Linked DNA regions of Ostrinia nubilalis: region 1 is linked to region 2. A link is a contact called in public Hi-C data. All regions are on one chromosome and are shown on one strand. Each heading gives the region's core, a stretch centred on a gene start, on an enhancer-like site or on the middle of the called end of the contact. The rest is flanking DNA. Distances are from core to core; before and after follow the strand shown. Region 1 holds the start of LOC135079227 (DDB1- and CUL4-associated factor 12 homolog). Region 2 holds the start of LOC135079196.

What was found. A called contact is a pair of places that touch in the nucleus more often than the background predicts.
Region 1: a Hi-C map of whole body shows a contact between it and region 2, with 7 times the contacts expected there. The contact joins the promoter of LOC135079227 here to the promoter of LOC135079196 in region 2. A contact is called at or near these places in 2 of 5 Hi-C or Micro-C datasets (both in whole body).

The regions. Positions count from the first base shown.
Region 1 is chr16:1,179,331-1,186,715 of ilOstNubi1.1, forward strand. LOC135079227 (DDB1- and CUL4-associated factor 12 homolog) reads left to right here and starts at 5,270. Exons shown (of 10, transcript XM_063973818.1): 1 at 5,270-5,665; 2 at 6,131-6,287. The coding sequence starts at 5,568.
Region 2 is chr16:809,178-816,223 of ilOstNubi1.1, forward strand. It overlaps LOC135079196, which reads left to right and starts at 2,255. Exons shown (of 9, transcript XM_063973782.1): 1 at 2,255-2,615. The coding sequence starts at 2,347.

The DNA.
Region 1 (7,385 bases), core at 4,020-6,519, 370 kb after region 2:
TCATTGGGGGAGGCCTATATTCATTCAGCAGTGGACGTCCTGTGGCTGAAATATTTTTTTATGACGATGAACACTGTTCTACTCTAATAAATAGGTACACAAGGATTCAACGGTATTTTCTATTGTTTTTTATCTATTTTATCATTTAAAATAGCCACAAAGTTCATCTCCCCTGGCCAGAGTGCGTGCCAACTCGTCGACAAGCGTTCAGCAGACTGAATGTAGACCATTGACGGCGCTACATCGATTCGATCTCGAACTTCGCAAACTCCTCGTCAGCGCTTTGTGAGTGGTTGAGACTGCCAAATAAAAATTCTACTAAATTCTAAAGTACATTCAATAAACACCTACTATCAGATTGAAAACTGCTGTTTGTTTCTAGCGTAAGCATTTTGTTAACGATAAACAAGTAGAGCCGAATTTTCAATCGCCGGTTAATTTGAACCTGAAAACATTGACGTTGGACATTTTGTAAAGATATACGAGTAAGTTTACCAAAACGTTAATTTGATTCTAAGGCTGGATTCCACTGTCAAACTCACAGATATAGATATACATATCTGTGGTCAAACTCCATACAAAAAGCACCGAAAATAGTTATATTCGTAGTTACCGTTTAAGTTACGTGGTGCAACTCAGCCTAAGTCTTAAATAGTACCTATACCTAGATATTCTTGTCTTTTATATCGGTTAGACATGTTGATACTAACAAGACCTACTAACACTAAGAATATTCTATTTGATTTGCAGTGGGTAAAGGCATAAGTAAAAATCCTAAACTATGTAGGTAAATACACATTATCCGAGGAAACGTATCCTAAATTGTATTTACCGCCAAGAAATACCTTCCCCGCATTTTATTTAGGTCGATCCGACCACATATATCTCTTTTATTTTTGTTTCGGCTAATGGACTTCCAATTAATAAATATTAATTTCGTTCCGGGAAGCGCTCTCCGCGTAAATAAGGCAGCCGGCGCCCTCTATCGGGCGTTTTCCGAGACATACATAATTAATACACTCGCTTTATATTTTCGTTTCAGAGATAACGGTAACTTTCTGGAACTCATTATGTGTTAAAGGGTTCTTGGAAGTGATTAATTCGATCCCTTTTTAATTTACAGAGATAATATTGTGCTAGATCATGAAAATTACGCATAAAAATTACATTTTGGTGGCCATGTTGTTGTACCTGATTACATATGGAATATTTGAGCTTTTCACATGAGGAAAACTAAATAAGTATCTACTATATTATATTAACAGGTTTATGGTAAGTATTTTATTTAAAGATCTATCTTTTCTAACTTAGACGAAGACTCAGACAGGATCTTTGTTAATTTAAAACTTCAGTATTCTAGCAAACTTATTAGTTATCTGTGATTCAGTTATATAAATACATTATTTTGAACATCGATAAACAAATCACCGTATTCTGTTCATTTGTAGCACAATTTAAAATTATTTTTACGTGATTACTTATTTAAATATTCCTCAATCGTTGCCACCTTCTAGCACACGATGTGAATTATTTGACTTTCCTATACAAATTAGTGCTGAATAAAACCCCAGGTCGTTTGAAGGAAACCTTGAAGCCCCTTGAACTTGTAGGAGCGAACACTATTGATGTGGGCAGTGCGCATGTCACGTTACTAACGTGGTCAAATGTTGGTTCCTTCGTGGCAGCTATTCGTCACTTCTGTGGTTTATGTAGACTGGGCTATGTAGACAGTTTGGTTAGGGGTTCGAATATCGGTAGGGGCAAATTTTAGTGAGATGACCTTAAGCATACATAGTTATCAACAAAGGAAGACCTACAAAATATACAAGTTCTGCTATAGGTAGAGCAAGTCAATTAGTTTGGGACGTGAAATAGGTACAGACTTATGACCTTAAAAAGGTTAGAAAAAGCTAGAAAACAATGAGTGCCTACTAGAACTGTATATTTTTTCAGCACCAACGTAAGACAAGTAATTACTTACATAATTTGGAGAGTCGTATTTTACTGATAAATTAGGTTACCACTCAAAATCATCCATAATAAAAATGGAGTAAACACAAACTTTAGCAAGTCTTCGATACCTACGTATTGGAAAAAATCGAACCCATAATATTTCGCCGTCACCCTAACGAGTTTTAAATGTACGTGTGTCTCAACATTAAAAGCATTTTATTTCCCGGAAAGTTAATTTCCGAGAAACAAATGGGGTCGCGTGCGGCGCGCAATCAGATGGACCGATGCAGTGGCCCGAATGTTTGTGTATGATGCATTGCCGTATCAACATCATACCTACAAGAATAACACAAACATGAGGTCTCACAGTGCGCGTGGATCCACATGGTGACACACGAAGCAATCACAGAGCTGTCTGTTCAACGCTGTGCGTTCGATTTGCTGCTTCACTTAAGCAAAAAAAAGATACTGACAATAGTGACCGAGTTCCTTGCGCTGCTTCTTCTCAGCACTGACCCATTTATTGTCCTGAAGCAGTGGTAGGGTTAATACTGGGACGTGTAAGTGCTTTATAAAAGCCTACTTGCATAAATAAATGAGTTTTATGAGTTTTTTTACAAGCATAATTAATTACTATGTCATCTTACAGTGCACGTGGAAGCACAGGGTCCCAAAAACCTATGCTTAGATAATACTTAGTGGCGGAGTGACACACAAGAACCAATCACAGAGCTCTATTCAACGCTATGCATTCGACTACGCATAGCGTTGCTGCTTCACAAGCTAGCATCGTCTGTGAATATGGATATAAAAACTCATCGAATTAAAGTCCTATAACTAACCTTCTAAAACTGGAACTACTTTTTCGCCACAGGACACAATGTTCCGCTAATATCACGTGCGCAGCTTTTACACGGTACTTTAACTGTAACAAACATCAAAAATCTGTTAAACTCCATACACAAAAACACCGGTTATGGATAGAGTTACAACTAAAGTAAGATGCAGCAGCATATAAACAATCTAGGGTTCTTTTCAGTCATTACACTTTTGACAGAATAGTCGTAGTTGTAGTCGTTATGAATGTGATTTGTTGTGAGCGGATGTTGCAATGCGATATCTCGCCATCTTTCCCTATTGGTAGATCACTCTAGGATTAGCGTAAATCTGTACCCATCTCAGTATCTTCCCACCAGTTCAGTAGCTCGGGAAAGACAAACAGCCATTGGCCTCACAATTAATCACAAGAAAATTAGATGAGTTCCAAGCTAAGGATCGTCATTTTACCAGTTGCAATGCAAAGCAAAAAGCAAATAATACTGAAGTCTGTTGATACCAACGAGCTAAAACGCAATCGGTGTTTCACACAAAAAAACTAGCAATGAAACCCAGTTTAATAGTTGCATAAACCTGCAATAACCTTAATGCATAGCTATGCATTATTGAAGTACAGTTTGCCATAATTTCCCGCTGGATACGAAGGAATAATTTCGTTACCCGCATAGCGCCGTGTCATCGGCCTCCATAGCTGCAGTGGCAATGAACTTACTGTTTTACATTTCAGCGTTTTTCACTTGCATAACACTAGCGTTTGCCCCCGGGTTCTGATTGTACGGTTTATTAGCAATCAGTCGGTCTTTGTACAACATAAACTTCACTTCGAGCAAGGAATGCAATCATGCTGCAGGGAATGAAGCATAGATGGATTCCTTAAGCAATTGCTCGTAATTTAAAGGGTATTCAACTTCAGAATTATCATGTTGTTCAAAACAAAGTTAGGTTAGATTTATTAATGAAATCTATTCAAGTAAGAAAGACATCGCGCAGGTGTCATAGAAGTCGTGAACTCACGCAAGCCGTAAAACAAAAAAATGTTGTTTAGTATGTAAGATTACTACTTATTCCGTTATTTAATAACGTACATGCATCGACAAAATAATAGAATTTAACTACTTTATTAAGTAACTCTACCATAATTAATTATTTTTAATCAGTACAATCACAGTTAGGTTATAAAAGACATTGCACTTGGCAACTTACCTGATTGAACCTCGCCACCCACGGCTCCGCCCGAGTGGAAACCTATTTGTACCACTTGAGGGCCATTACGTCCTTCCCTCGGCAAATAGAATACAAGTTATTGAGCTACAGGCGTAAATTGTCTGGAAACTGGAACGCAGTTACACAGCAAATGCAACCGAGTTTTAAAACCTACCTTCAACTCCGATTTGCGAGAATTTGTAACATCTCTACCTCCAAAAGTACAGAAAATTTTGAGAAATTGCTCATCAATGTTATGTAGGTAGTTGTTATGTGCTAAAATTTTACTGCAAAAATACCCGCAAGATAATAAAATCCAGACGTTACTTCGGACTTATCACGTTTTATGTTTGTTGGCAACATTTTTGATAGTTTCTCGTTAATGTAGACGAGAAGTTGAATTTTGAAACTTGATCACCATCATGCCATTAAGTAAGGAACTTTTATTAGTTAAAATATGATTAAAACTGGAGAACACCTTGATACCTACATAATATTAATAATAATAATATGTCACGCAAGCCTAAGTAGGTGATCGAGCCACATTATTTGTGCATGAAACATTGCTACTCATATTATGTCAGGCGCGTGCATACATTACATAACTAGATGTTAATTTAATAGTGTACTAAAACCTAGACAAACCATTTAGGGTTGGAGCCAAGGTCACTGGACGTCGCATTAAATAAAGGCAATTTGGGAATAAGCCAACTCCCTTGAACTGTGTCCACTTTTTGCCATTGTGACTAGCCGTTAGCTCGCTGCGTACCTACCGCAAACAACATAGCAATCAATAGGATGTGAAACATGAATGAAAGAACACATTTAATCTATTTGTTTTTGAGTTTTTAAGAAAGTGTGGCTATTAACTTAGGCGTATAGAGTCAGGAAATAAGGCACTAGGATAGATCTCCCAATCTAAGTCCTGTTTATGAAATAAATAATTCCGTTTTACTATTTAGTTTGGTTCTAAAATATTTGAAAAGCAACCAATTTATTATTAAAGCAACATAAAACAGAAACGAGTGTTTTGATTAACTACTTACATCGTGTTTTTATTGTAAAAAGTAAGGAATTAGGTATTTATTTTAAAACTATATGTAACAATGAATTAAAAACCTCTTACAAAAGTTTATTGGAATCGATAATCATTACCGGTTTCAATTGAATACGAATCGATTTATTATGTTACTAGTGTGTTACATGTTTTTTTTATATGGCAACATCGCATCATTGACTGACAGCCACACAGATTAGAGAGTATGTCTGACAGCCAGCTTTCCGTCAGTCACTCCGTCAGCGTAGTATTTTCATGCTAAAATTCAAGATTATTATTGGGATTTAGCGTAAATAAATCTTCAATGACCAAGTTTTCATGTTAACAAGTGTATCGCAAGTGCAAATAGTTAATGAGGCGGACGCAGGAAGCGTGCTATAGTTCGGACTCACTCATTGTAATGAAAAATGTCGACGCTGTATGGATCTACATACAACAGAACAAAACGAAAGTGACTAGTTGACCGTGTGTTGCTGGGTGATTATTCTCGTTCCTAGACCTAATTCCTGCCTTTAAAATGGCGCAGACCGTGAGGCGTGCCATTGAGGGCAGATACCCATCCTGTTACATACCAAGTAGAATAAAAGAAAGGCGAGCCAAAGCCAGGGCATTAAGGTAAGTTTTAAACTACTTCATCCAATTAAAACCGTGTTGTTATTCCCTACTCAGCATATGACCATGAAACTGCGCGTGGTGTATGCATTTATTTTTGCTGTGAAAATCCAGTGAGTTGTGTCCTCATTTCCATACAAAATTTCGTACATGTGTAAATCATCACTTTTAACACATTCGCGAATCAATGTGTGAGTAGAAAGTGGTTTTTATGTAATGAAACAAGGTTTTTTAATATGAAAAACATGTGCCAGCCTGCTAATAAAATATCAAAACACCATTGAATAGCAATTTTATTTCTACTCACAAAAGTATTCAGTATGGTATTTTAATAATCACTAATAAATTCAACTGTAATTCTAACATTTAAGTGAGTTGTTGTTGTTATAATTTGTTTTAAATATCAGAACCTGTAAGTTTATCTATTTATTCCATCAGTGATATAACGAAATTGTAATTTCCTTGCAGATTAGAACAACAAAGAAAGCCAGATAAGCCGGAGGACTTTGTGTGTTACTCGGACAGCGACAGCGAAGAGGAAACACCGGCACAACAACACCGAACTCTCTGCACCTCATATAATTTTGTGGATTATGTCCGCTCTAGGGAAATATTGGCTCCAGAGGTAATTAAAACTATCTAGAATTATAATTTAAACATATCTTCTTTCTAAACATAACTAATTTCATTTATTTAGTTTTAAGTTGTTTAATTGCAAACTTGTTTGTATCTTATCATTTGAAGATTTTTCTGAGTGAAGTCTCATGTTTTTAGATCATTTTAGACTTACCTCCTAGTCTGAGATTAACTAAATGATTTTTCATGTCATTGACCTGAATTTCTGAAGGAAAATCCTTTTTGTATGTTACTATTTACTTCAAGCAATCGATTCATACCAGGTACATTACAAAAAAAAAACTTGAACATGCATTAATATACATTTTAAGTAAAATTTTAAATAAAAAGAAGTATTCTATGTGGGACACAACATACTAACATTTTAAATCTTCTCTAAGATCAAATTGTAAAACTTTATCTTAGTATCTTATTTATTTCTATGAGATAAGAAATTAAACCAAACATTAAAATGTTAATTCCATCATGTCACAGCACAAAGTCAATAAAGAATTAGTAAAAGAGGTTCCTGCCTCGTCCATAGATGACTGATAAGTAGTGATAAGTTATAGATGCTACAAATAAACAAATAAAATTATACTGATAATTATTAGTCATTATGTGAATTAATGTTATTTATAAATAGCTATTTGTTTGTAAATAAATAAACTTAAAGTGACTAAACTGATACCATCTATTTCATCAGGAAATTTTGTTAAAAGTAGTATAAAATATGAATTGGTTTCTGAGATCTTTCCAAAATAAATTATTTTAGTACATTTACAAGAATGGATTACATTCAGAAACAACTGTTTTGGAAGCTTCTTTTAAGTATTAAATTAAAAACAATAATAAATAAGAAACTAAACAAAAATTTATGAATTAAAATAGATTTTGCTTTGAAATAAAAGAAGTTATGAACCCTATAAGATGCAGAAAACTCATAGATGAGCAGCCCAAAACAAGCTATAAATAGCTCCAGTATTTACCTTTCGCGCATTGCAAGGACGCAGCTTCGCTACATTGTTGCTAATCTTATCTGCTGCACTCACCCGATGCCCTCAATTTGACACCAACAATTATGCCCAAAACAAAGCAAGGTTACATT
Region 2 (7,046 bases), core at 1,005-3,504:
GGGTTTGAACTTGGAGGTATGACTATGCACATTAGATTCTATTTAATCAAATCACGAGTATGTTTGTCTGTATCGGGATACTCCAATGTCATATACAGGGTGATCCAGACTAGATAAAAATAAAGGGACTTTGGTTGGGATTGGGAATCGTTTTTTTTTCTGGTAGGCCTTTTAGTTCCTTAATCCCCTTAAAAAACCTGTTCTTAAAAAAAAAATACATAATTCTTCGTCTATTAACTACCATCCTGTATGTTTTCTTACGCCAATAAGACATAAAAAAGCTCATAAGTGTAAAGTAAATCAACCACATTGGTACTCCTGACTGTAACATAAAATACTGTAGATAAACCAATAACTATGTACGATCATGTAATAATAACATTGAGATTGAGATGGTACCTACTTACATGTCAATATTAAAAATACAATACAATTTAATATTTTCATTATGTTTAATGTATAAAATACCTATCATTGTGTCAATAAACCTATTGTGACAATCAGCTGAACCTTGAGTTAATCAACATTATGTTAACATTTCAGTGCCTATTGGTACAATTAGCAATAATATATTTTTTAACTGTTTCATATTGTCCTGAATTGATAACAGCAGAAATAAAATAATTTCTTCTGGTGTATTGGATTGTTTTTTGATAGCGATCAGAACTTTCAGAGCAAATTTCTGGCTATAAACAGTGTTAAGTTTAGTTTTATATTAATAAGTTTTATGTCAAAATGCCTTATTTTTCAATACATATATTATATTTAGGAAACCAACAAAAATTTGATTAAATAAAAATAAAACTGAAACAAATTATTGGAATTCCGAAACTAAGCAATCAATTCACTCTAGGAAGCAAAATTATTCTTATCCCAAAACATTTCAAATCCCAAGTCTTAAAATGCATTTTATATTTTCTAATGTTACAATTTAATCTTGATACAAAAAAGTCATAACAAATACGTAACTTTAATACATTTTATTCTGTTAAAAACAAACTGGTCTTAAGGTTGTTGAATGTTTTTATTGTAATGTTTTTATTAATTACATTACAATAAAACATTTGGGCTTGGGACTTGGGCATTAAGGTTAGTTCGCTTCTTATTGGAATGTATTTGTTGCGTTCAAATTATTGTCTTATAAGGTATTTTGTCAGTTTTCAAAGTGTTACAGAGCTAAGACAACGTACCCTAAGGTAACGGAGGATGACCATGATGTGTCTATTTATTCATTAATGATATAAAGCCACTAAATATAGCTTTAATAGTAAATGAAAAGACTGTACCAGACATATGGAATAATGGGATAATAAGTAAAAGTATTAAGAGCTATAATTGAATAAAATAGAGCTATTATGATTCCAATAAGAAGCAACCTTTAAAGATCAGTGTCATGGCCATAATGCATGTTATAATGTAAGTTCTTGACCTTGCCGAGTACCTTAATGTCCCCTTGAATAGGACATGGTCAAATATTATACAGAACCGTATGGCAAAGGTGAATATTGTGGTATCATGTAATAATAATCATTGAAAGGGGCATACAAGATAAACTTTGGTGACGCTTTGTTATCAAACACAGATTGCACGTACAAATCTACGAGTAATGGGAACTGCGACACAAGATGTTGGCGGAAATCCAATACAACAACAAAAAAACAAGATGTGAATCGAAAACCACTCACCTGATGTCAAATGACAATTTCTCCTCGCGATCCTCCCCACAGAAACCAAACTCAATCGAACACTACTCATTATCACGCGCGATTACCAAGCACAAATAACATCAGCCCTCAGCGACCGACAAATGCTGCACGATCCAAATAGAAATTACAATAAGTCGCCGTAATGATAGTCGCAATTTTTATTGTATTTGTTTGTCAGTGAGAGGTTTCTGTCATGACGCAACACTTTTAGTCAACATCAACACCGCCACTATTCTTTAAAATTACACGATGTAAGTACGAAAACTGCACTTTCCTATTTTTTTTGTAATTTGATTTTTAAAAAACAAATTTATTTTCTGATTATTTGAGCGGCCATACTGATGTTCACAGCTGATTTTGATGTGAAAGAAGTTGAAATTTTCTCGTACCACGTTGTTTCAATACTCCTGACATCTAGTAACTAAACTCGAAAACTTTCGTGCTGTTTTATCATACATGTCTTTAACTTACTTTAAAAACATGCTAGATGGCGCTACTATAGAAGCCGATTCATTCGCTATCGAATAATGAATCCGATAAATTAAACACTGTTTAAATACAACACTATTTGTCATCGCCTGTAAAATGGCAACACAGTCTAGGAAATGTCAAAAGAAGTCTGTGGTAAACAGTGTCCAAAATGGCTGAGACAGAAACCGATAATAACAGTATTGTTAGATCCGAAAGAAATAATAAGAGCACAGTGGCTGCCAATGGACCGCGTCGAGTTACAATTTACAAAACCGATACTGGTTTCGGTTTCAATGTTCGCGGCCAAGTGTCTGAAGGGGGCCAGTTGAGATCGATCAATGGGGAGCTGTATGCTCCTCTGCAGCACGTAAGCGCTGTTTTGGAACAAGGAGCGGCTGAGCAGGCCGGCATCAGAAAGGGCGACAGGATCTTAGAGGTGTAAGTACCTAGAATAAGCATTTACTGCGGTGGTAGGGATGTGGCAGATGGTGGAGCCTCCCACAGGTTTTTCCCAGTATTGTTTGTGGTGCACCGCCTAGCAACGCTAACAGGGCATTCCAATAAGTTTTACAGCCGTTTTGTAGCTTGGTTGGTTTCCAGAAACGTTCCAACCGTTGAATTCGACTTCCCCTTGTATTCATTTACATAGCATGAATCACGCCAAACTTGTTTTGGTAGTGAATGAAAGTTTGCGAAGTTTTGAATTACGTATGCAGAGTTATGATGTGGTTCGCGCTACATTTCAGTTAGCTATACTATAGAACATATTTTTATGAAAGTACCTAGATCTTTCAGTGCATCTTGATTCTTATTTTTAAGTGTTGATCTCTTCTTTAATGCAGGATCCTAGTTTATTATACTTATGTAGCTATAGTGGTACATCTGAATTAAAACCAGTTCCGATTAATTCCTATGATGATTTAGATAGGTTTTTGTTTATTTTGAAATATATTTTTATATCTCACATTTTATGAAGTAACATGACCTCACATAGTTCAGTAAATAAAATTTATTATTATTTCTTTATTGGTCTATAATCTGGCTATAACTGGCTGTAGTACCATACATAATAGACTTATTTCTTAAAACTATTCTTAGATCAGTGTATGTATGGCCTATTTAATTATTGTATTCGCCACAATGAAGCCTGAAGACTACTTACACATAATATATTATGTAGATTGCATAAGTATGTTGGTAACATTGAGTTTAGCGATCCTATGGCTTCACCTCTTGGATGGCACATGGGTCAGGCCTAGTTGTATTTATGTAAATTTCTTTTAGTCTTGTCTCGTTCAAATACACTTGTTACATAATAGCAACCTGTATTGAATCTCATCCAATTGAAAAAAGAAGGTGAATAACAGAATTTGGAAATCTATCTAGGTAAATCTAGTATGGTTCATTTTAGGATTCAGTAAATCCAGTCCAATTTATAATCCACATAACTACTCCAATATGGGTTAAAATTAAAACAACAATGTATTATTATAACTTCACATTTTAAAAGACATTCATTAGTGGTGATAATTTAACCAATCTTCCATACATCATACAGGCATCAGCAAATTCTAATTTACATACTTAAGTAGGTAAGGTATTTTGAAATATTGATGCATGCAATATAAACTACAAGTAAGCTCTTTTATCAATTATTTCAACATGAATGAAATGAAATTGCAGTGTAATCCACTGTTGCTATCCATTTAAAAACCATAAAATTTTACCGCCTTTAACATAAGGTCATACTTTTATCTTAATAAATGTTACTTGAGAACGCGTCTATTTGTTCAATCAGATCTTGTAAATTTAAGCAATCACAATTTACAAAAATCTTATTCTTAGAATCTTCCAGAACTGGCTAGACCAAACCAAGTTTGCATGGTTTGGTCTACTCAGAGTACTGTTGTTTTTTATGTTTGAAAGTACTTTTTTACTGGAAATGTCGGTAGGCGGTGAGACTTATTTACTATCCCACCTACAACTAAGAAAAATATTTGTGTACCATTGCGACGCAAAATTAGATAACACTTTCCCAGACACAATAGAAATTTAATTGTTATGACAGATATAGCAGTTCACTGTCCAGGAAAGTGATAATCCGATGTACGCATTTAGTACAAGGAAAACTAAAGTATCAAGCTTAATCTCGTTGAAGAATCTGAGTGGTAGTACTTCCACCCTGTTCCTTATCACAAGTGTGCACTCGCATCGGGGTCAGAGCGGCAGCCGCATGCCGCGTGTTCCCACTGCAAGCGAGCAAGGTAGGGTCACACTTAGGCCTCAGCCTCGAACTTAGCGGGCAGCGGGGCGGCGGCGGCGGCGGCGCGGGAGCGGCAGGATCTTATGCGTAAAATCAAATAGACCGGTTCTCGAAAACAGCGGCGCGGCAGCGGCGCCGGAGCGGGCAACGAGCGGGCAGCGGCGAGGGAGTGGGCAACGAGCGGGCAGCGCACTCCTTCTTTTGCCCACAATAAATCGAGCGTTAGGAATAAATTTGAATCGAAATAAAATTGTCGCCGTTGTTCAGACATTTCGTTTGCGAATAAAAACAAATATCTCGACAACACAACCCCGAACACAACACTTCGCCGCTAAAGCGCCGCGCGAGCTGCCCGCTTGTTTCGAGAACGGGTCTGCGTTGCCCGCCCCGCTCCAGCGCCGCCGCCGCTCCCGCCCCGCTGCCCGCTAAGTTCGAGGCTGAGGCCTTAGATCTGGTGCAACAGGTGAGACACACGCCCGTATTCACAAACGATGCTTGCTTAAGTGATGCAAATCACACGCACAGCGTGAAATAGAGCTCTCTGATTGGTTCGTGTGTCACTCTGTGCGTCCACGCGTACTGTGAGACCTCTTAGTTTGTGAATACAGGCAATAGTGTTGTATGCCATGAATCTCTGAGAGATTCGCCTAATTTCTTAAGACATCTTCCGCGCGCAGACTAGTTTACAACTGCCATCATGCGTTTAAAAACCTGGCACATGTGAGGCGATGGGTATTCCTGTCATCTTGTACTGATAGGTGATCGGGTTTCTTCCCGTTCTACACCTTATAGTCGGCATCAAGTCAAACGCACACCACGCCACCAGAAAATTAACCTATTTCGTAATCATCTTTTATTGACATAGTAAGTTGCTTAATTGTCAAATCCAGAAGAGTCTAAATCATCAAAGACTGAGTACTAGCAACTGAGTCGATATTCCCTTCGGTCTCGGACTACCACTATGATACCACCAGCACAAATGGATTCGTTTTACCCTAAACACGACCATTACAGAAGCCTAGGCCCTAGACCTACGGTATAAAATTAAATATTCTATGTATGTTATACATTACCGAAAAATGCTTATTGGAATAACACGAAAGTGTACCCACTGCATCTGCGTGCGCTGCAACTTGAACGTTGCACAATCAATGCATTTTTTGTTGGTACACATTATCTCTGCTTCAATTAAACCTGCACACAATAGAGTACTAGATAATTAGATTATTACGTTTGTCAACCTACTTTGTAACACTGCGTGTAGAAAAGGTTTATGACATTGTGTTATTACCGTGCCAGAACTGCTACATACAATCATCTAGCTAGAATTGAAAGGCTAGTTTTAAAGATAACAAAGTACCTACCAACCTTGTGGGATCCAGAAGAGGGACTAAAGATATGTATGGGTTGTCTTAAGGACGATGAGGTCTAAAAAGGCTAAATACACGTACTTATCACAATATCATTAAAAAATCTACTGACGGGATAAGAGAGGCGCGTGTCCGTAACTGATTTTCGGGCCTCTACTAGCTCAAAAAATGCAAACAAAAATGTTCTTATTGCTCAAGAAAAAAATAGTAGGCAGCAAAAAAAAAGATCGTTGTTTCTCTTCTAGTTTATTTACCTTTCGTTTGTTTGTTGTGATGTTCAGCTCAATGACTTGTTATCGTAGGATAAAACTGTGCCTGTGGCTGACGATAGCTCAGTGCAAGACTGCCAGGTTATTGTCTGTGTGTTGAATAGTTAATCTCCAAGATGTTTAATAACATGCAATCGCTGTACGAGACGTCTGCCGTGTTCAATAGGGGATATAGTCTTCTTCCAGTCGAAAGGTTAGTATAGTAATGTAAAAATACACCAAGTTATTTTCCGGGATATTAGGATTGGAGGTGGTCGGGCTTTTGGTGAGTCGTATTTTATTTTGTCAGGAGAATATCTTGTCGCTTGTGAGTGCCTCTGGTCGATTATTTAGAGTCTACATGGAGGATACACGCATGCCTTCAGCCCTTCAAGCAACCCCTCATAATCCTACTATTATCTCCGACCGTCCGGGCTTGTACAAATATCAAAGCTGACCCTATTTTGTGCCCTAGCGCATGATATCATCAGATATTTATATTTTTTAAAACGTCAAGGTTTCAGATATTTGTCCGAACTTTTCTTCCCAGCTAGTCTTATCATATATTCGACTTTCAACAGTCCTTATTATTTATCCCCTTGGATCTGAATGATGCAATATCGTAACCTATTACATGAATGTATCAATCAAAAGGTGTCTCAATAAATCAAATTGATAACTTTGAGAGAGGTCGATCTATAGAGTTTTTGATAATAATTGTAATTTGTAATTGCAGATAGGCTTGAATAATTGTGTGACATATTATTTACTACTGACTGATGTCCAAGTTCAACGCATTCATAGAAGAACAAGAAGTCATGGCCTATTTTATGTCAGATATAACAAGTTGCAATTGCTATTATTTATTATGTTTATACGATCGCCGCGATCTAATGTACAGGCAGCGCCATCGCATAATCCAAATCTCTACTATGGTAAAACCGTGATGCAAGTGTTTGTTTATAAAATAAACTTATTTAAGCGCTTT